2 separate regions of the Gasterosteus aculeatus genome follow, and region 1 is linked to region 2. The links are chromatin contacts, called in public Hi-C maps. All regions are on one chromosome and are shown on one strand. Each heading gives the region's core, a stretch centred on a gene start, on an enhancer-like site or on the middle of the called end of the contact. The rest is flanking DNA. Distances are from core to core; before and after follow the strand shown. Region 1 overlaps foxp4 (forkhead box P4). Region 2 has its middle 51 kb from the start of LOC120834706.

What was found. A called contact is a pair of places that touch in the nucleus more often than the background predicts.
Region 1: a Hi-C map of liver shows a contact between it and region 2, with 4 times the contacts expected there. The contact joins two enhancer-like sites. A contact is called at or near these places in 3 of 6 Hi-C or Micro-C datasets (liver, skeletal muscle and whole body).

What each region holds. Positions count from the first base shown.
Region 1 is chr17:12,138,972-12,142,115 of fGasAcu3.hap1.1, forward strand. foxp4 (forkhead box P4) reads left to right here. Exons shown (of 18, transcript XM_040203460.2): 15 at 343-464; 16 at 1,062-1,128; 17 at 2,357-2,526. Among protein-coding and RNA genes, the nearest start is that of LOC144388944, 10 kb to the left of the region's middle. Within about 2 kb of position 1,325, at least 1 of the 9 cell types and tissues checked has open chromatin away from gene starts, as enhancers often do.
Region 2 is chr17:11,996,699-11,999,756 of fGasAcu3.hap1.1, forward strand. No RefSeq gene overlaps it. Among protein-coding and RNA genes, the nearest start is that of LOC120834706, 51 kb to the left of the region's middle. Within about 2 kb of position 1,448, at least 7 of the 9 cell types and tissues checked have open chromatin away from gene starts, as enhancers often do.

The DNA of each region.
Region 1 (3,144 bases), core at 75-2,574, 140 kb after region 2:
TCATCTTGGTGACTAAAAAAATGTGTAGCTCAGACTATTTTAATACATTTCTGAAATTAACAGGAGACATCAAGGAATATGTCACTTTTTAGACTAACGTCAGAAGGCCTTTTACAATTAATTCTTTTTACAGTGTTTTTCAGGTGTTTTTCACCACCACACGCTCTTCAGAAAAGGAAGAAGGGGCCACTATAAACTTAAATATGGCAAAAATAATTTAAATATAATTAATAATAATAATAATGATAGAAAATATAAGATTTAAATGTAAAAGACGTTTTTTAACTTCTCTTTAGTTGTGTTAACGCTTTACATCTCTCATCTCTCTTTTTGCCTTCCCAGAATGCCGTGCGCCACAACCTGAGTCTGCACAAGTGTTTTGTTCGTGTTGAAAACGTTAAGGGGGCTGTGTGGACTGTGGATGAAGTTGAATACCAAAAGAGGAGACCACCAAAGATGACCGGGTAAGAGCACACACACACACACACAGACGATGGTATTCACGGTGCACAGTTGAGGTTGATGTGTGAGCTTTATGGATGCTGGCACAATGATTTGCTAAATGGACCCTCTATTATTACCAAGAGCAATCAAAAAAAGAGAGAAAAGGGAAGCTGGCTTATCGGTACAGACTTTACTGCATATGTGTGTGTGTGTTTTCTCTGTTTGTCGACACCATTAGTAAGCAGCTGTGATCGATGCAGGAGAGAAAAAAAAACCTTGTTAGCGTATGTAAACAGATGTTCTCTCTCCAACCGCCAGAGAAACCATTGATAATTACGCACACAGGCGCGCACACCTGCACGCTCGCACACCAGACTGAACAGACACTGGAACACTAAACAGATGCTAAAACACACACACATGTTAGTGTGTCAACACTTTGTGTGTATGTTTCTACTTGTAACAAACAAATTTGTGAAATTGGTCAGAGAGCTTTGGCATATATTTTCACATATGTACTCAATCTGTGATGCTCACTCCCCTCTCTCTCTCTCTCTCTCTCTCTCTTTATCTACGTGTGTGTGTGTGTGTGTGTGTGTGTGTGTGTGTGTGTCTAGAAGTCCCACTCTGGTGAAAAACATGATTTCAGGCTTGGGCTTTGGATCCCTAAACGCAAGCTACCAGGTAAGGAATTTCTCTGTCTCTCTCGCTCTCTCTCACTCTCACACACACAAACTTAGCTGCCAATCACAATCAAGGGCACTAATATCAATTCCCTTTTATAATTAGCAGATTCCCTAACGACGTTCACGCCACCTCCCCCCTCCTACACCAACACACACTCTCACCTCCCACCTCGCTTCCTCACGCAGGCACACACATTAACGCACGCGTTAACACACACTCGACCCATCTCTTCACTCCTACGCGGACACAAAGACAGAACCCACACAAGCAATTTTTCCACCGAGATGATTTATAGCGTCAAGTAGTTGTCAATTAAGGTTACCGCATAAAAATATTGCCTGGCCCAGATAATCCATCTCTTAGCATAGTGAGAATTCCCTTCCCCTGGTCTTTCTTTCCCCCTCCTGTGTGAGCGGGGATGTGGAGTGAGTCTCTTAGCGAGTGTTCAAACTGCCTCGTCTGAGAACAGCTGGATGCGAGCCGTGAACGAAGCTGCCCCTGTTGATTCAGTTGTTCTCCTCTGCAGACGTTGATGTTTTACCGTGCGTCTTAGTTGAGGCTGTGGATCAGTCTTGCTTAACATTCCTGTTGTGACTCTCTTGTGAACACACACGCGCTTATGACTTAAAAGCACAATCACGAGCCGTGATTCACTGTATTCAAGTGCCCCCTAGTGGTTTGTCAGGTTCACAAGCAAGACAGTGGATTCCAATGTGCTCCGTATTGAAGAGCTCTCAGCACTGCCAAAGAAAAACTGTCCAACATCCACTGTGCCTGTGACCACATATTCTACTATGTTTAACATGTAGGTTATGGGGAATCTACAAACACAGGTTAAATGAATAAGAAACATGTAAATGTAATGTAGATGTTTCAACATATCTGGTTGTAGTGGTCAGATCACTGTATTACATTACAGGTCATTTAGCTGACGCTTTTATCCAAAGCGATTTACATTGCATTTTTAACCCATGGCTTTTTTACATTTTTGCCTGGGGAGCAATTAGGGGTTAGGTGTCTTGCTCAGGGACACTTGGGACATATTTGGGACATGGAGCAGCCGGGGCTCAAACCTGTCTACCTTCTCTACTCCTGCGCTACGTTGACCCACCCATACCGCATACATGTATTACCTTGCATACGCCTGCTGCCATTATCATTTAAGATTAGCTAGTGTCCAGCCTCCATTTAATGTGACTGGACCACGTTGTGTGTTTGTGTGCAGGCGGCTCTGGCGGAGAGCAGTCTGTCCTTGCTGAACAGCCCTTCCCTGATGACCCCATCTGCGGCCAGCCTCAACATGCTGCATGTGGGCCACGATGATGTCAGCTCTACTGTGGAGCAGGTCAACAGTAACGGGAGCTGCAGCCCCACGCTGAGCCCTCACCAGTACAGGTACTCGCATGCACCCTCAAATAAACAAAACAGAAGGTGTAGGGCCAGTCTTTTTCTCCCAGCGTTGACCATCTTTATAGTATATGATGATATAAATCTATATGCTGGAGTTGTGATAGAGATACAAATATTAACATCTCTAGAGAAGATAACTGATTTTATTTTATTTTAGTTTAGTGTGAGATCATTTTGCATAACTGGTAGGGGTGTAACGATTCATTCACTGAATCAATTAATATCGATATTCCTGCGATCCAACTGAATCGATCTGTGCTCCGCAAATCGGCATTCCGGACGACATATATTGATTACAAATCGATTGAAATGGTACATAATCGATTGTATCGATACTTTATAATATCCATTATTAATTTAAACCTGATTTCCTTACAAGAAACAACAGGGATCTCAGAAACTTTGCCTGCACTGTCCAGTAAAGTTACTGAATCGATTTCAAGTCACTAAATCGAATCGAATCGAATCGTTCTAAATTAACCCAGATCGTCCATGAATCGAATCGGCAACCATGAATCGCGATTCGAATCGAATCGTTGTTAAAATGAATCGTTACACCCCTAATAACTGGACAATCAAAACAATTCACTGACACACATGTTG
Region 2 (3,058 bases), core at 198-2,697:
GAGAGTTGACCTTGACAACAGCTGCAGCAGCGGCTCCCGAAAGGGCCGGCCAGCGTTGGGCCGCGCGTCCGGCCCCGATGGTTCAACGGACAAGTCACTACCTGCCACTGCAGAGCCATCAGCCCACCCATCGCTTACTGAGAGTCAGCAAAACAGGAACTCCTTGTTTGGCAGGGTTGCAGACATAGCTGATGATGTACAGGTGTACCGTGGGATGGAATTTGTCTTTCAGCAAATACATTCCATGACAGATATGAGAGACAAGGAAAACACTTTTCTTTTTAGGTTCATAAAAAACTATGAAAAATAAACACAGTTGCCGACACTTCTTCACATATGTGTTCTTCACAGGCGTTTCCCTCCCCTCTCTTTCACCTTAAGCGTACCCCATTTCCATATGTTCTTAATCGGGCCAGAGGGAGTGAAGAAAGAAAGAATTGACTTCGGTGTAGGGGGAGAAGGGGTACCACTCAGGGTCTGTTTGGGTTTAATGTCTGCTTCTGCTCTAATAGAGGATAAATAAACACTGTTCTGTTTGGGGTGCACAGATTCCATAGACACATACACACACACACACACACACAGATCCACCTTCTGGTTGCGTGGTCAGTCAAGCTAATGCAGCAGAAAATGGCTTGCTCCCCTGTCCTCCCTGTGTGCTGGTGCTGTTATTACTTGCAGCCTAATAAGGCCCAGATGCCTAATATTAGACATAATCTGTCAGAATAGTTTTGTTTATGTAATTTAATTTTTCCAGGCAGTTGTTTCCAATTAAGTTGTTTAAAAGTTTTAATTGAATTACATGTGAGATATCTCCATGAAGAGAAATGGCAAAAAAGCAGGGCCGGGGTAGACATGTGGGAACAATGCTGTTTTGGCCTGTGTGTGTGTGTGTGTGTGTGTGTGTGTGTGTTTGTGTGTGTGTGTGTGTGTGTGTTTGCACGTTCCCATTGATACACACCTATCATTACAGCTTTCCCATTATTGTCAAGCCTCTCAGTAGTGAGTGCTGTACCGTCTATGGTAATTATGACGTTATGAGGTGGCAATTACATTAAAATGTGTTTGACTGTCAAACGCCCACTACAATGACATGTCAGCCCGCTGAGATGAGCATAAAATGGTTGAAATGGAGAGAATGAAAGAAATAATATTGAGTGACTGCTTTGCTGAGAAACTGACTGAGGAAATTCGATGCAAGAAATAAAAAGCACTGCATTGTGCAAGGCACTTGACCATTTAATAACCGTTTGTTGTGACAGCCTGGAAAAAGGCTCTGTTGTAACTTGCAATGTGTAACTTGGAAGTGATGAAGTTGTATTTGGAGTGGCGTTACTTTCTTGCTCCTCAGTGTGAGACTTTGGAGAATATGTTGTACACAGTATTTATAGTCGTTCTCCTTTGTAGCCACAAGGGGCACACATGAGCAGATATGAACGAGTCCTCCCTCCCTGCAGCTCATGTCTCAGGCCCGGCCGTAGAGCCCAGCCAGTGTGGTGCATGTGTTAGGCGTGAGCATGTGTCGGTGAAGGTTCTCATTTCTGTTTATGTGGCACCTACCCACTGAAAATATGAAAGAGTTGCCAGGTTACAACTGAAGAGTTCGGGAGTGGGGGTGAGTGAGTAGTGGGCTGCTGGTTGTACGGCGTTGAGTGGAGTTTGGGGAGCAACCTGTCATATTTTGTAAAAAGGAAAGAAAAGACGAGTGCGTGTTAGAATGCATTCCAGAGAAAAAAAGAGAGGGAAGGGAAGAAGAAGAAAGACAAGGATCCCTTCAGTAAGCAGGGCGGTGTTGCGTGACTGGCGTTTCATGAACACACACACACACACACACATACACACGTGCAGCAAACACAGACATCGGCCAGCTATGAATTGTGTCCTGATGTGTTTTCTCTCACTGGTAACTTTAGTATGGATGATTTAACGCTTAACTGCAATCAGTGTTAAAGCGTTCCACAAGGCTCACTCAGACATAGCTGCTGTGTGTGTGTGAGAGGCTCCCTCAGCCATAACAGACTCCCGGGCTGTTTAGAGAGGCTGGCTACAATGCGGAGGACAGATGTGGAAAACCCCTGGCTCTCCAGACAAGGGCCTCCTTCATCCCTCCTTCTCCTGTCCTTCAATGAGACGGAGGGACGGAGGGATGGAGTTACTGAACTAACTTCCTGGATTACATCAAACACCCCTCTGCATGCAGGGCTGCTGAACCTCCCACCTCCTCCCTCTCTCCCTCTCTCTCTCTCTTGCGCTTACGGTTTCTGGCTCTCTCTTCCCTTGCAGGGAGTCTCTCCATCTCTCCATCTATACATCCAGACTCTTTGTGCTCATTTGTGTGTTGAGGGAATATGTTTAGAAGTTCATATATTCTATAAGTACATTCCCCCCATGTGGATGTGAATAATGTTATGCTGTGGCAAAAAGGAAGAGTTGGTAATTCTAATGAAATTAGGGGGGGGGGCTTCAAAGGTACAGAAGTTCGTCACAATGAGAAAGAGAGAAACTTTGCTGTGATTGATTGAGTTGAAGCATTAAGCAGCAGGTGTTTGGGCTGTGTAGAAGGCATGGCCAAGGCAGCGAGCTGCAGAGGGCAGTCAGTAGCCACTGAGCCGTGGAACAAGTTGGGGATAGGGATTGGCTGTTATCTGCCCAGCCGTCTGCAGCTGTATTTACCGCCTTTGTTTGTTGTTCCCTAAGCAGTCGGCGCTGTGTGTGTGTGTGAGTGTGTAGAAGTGCGTGTTTGCTGTTCCCTGTGCGGCCTGGGGAGCACTGGGAATTTTCTGTGTCAGTGCGTCGGAGGATTTTGGCTGAAGCTTTGTTGATCCTGTCTTTGTTGATCCTGTGTTGTTGTAGCGAGGGGGGCAAGAAGATTGAGGCATTAGCCATGGCAGCTGGGATTTAACCCTCTCCCTGCATCCTCTCTGCCTTCACCCCCCTCCTGAGCTCGGCCACTGGGCAGGGCCAGACACCCCCTCTGACCTATCCCAAGTAACTACTAACCCCCCGCATAAAAACAGTGTGAAAATGCTCTTCGTTCCCCTCTTGGTTTTGTGTCATG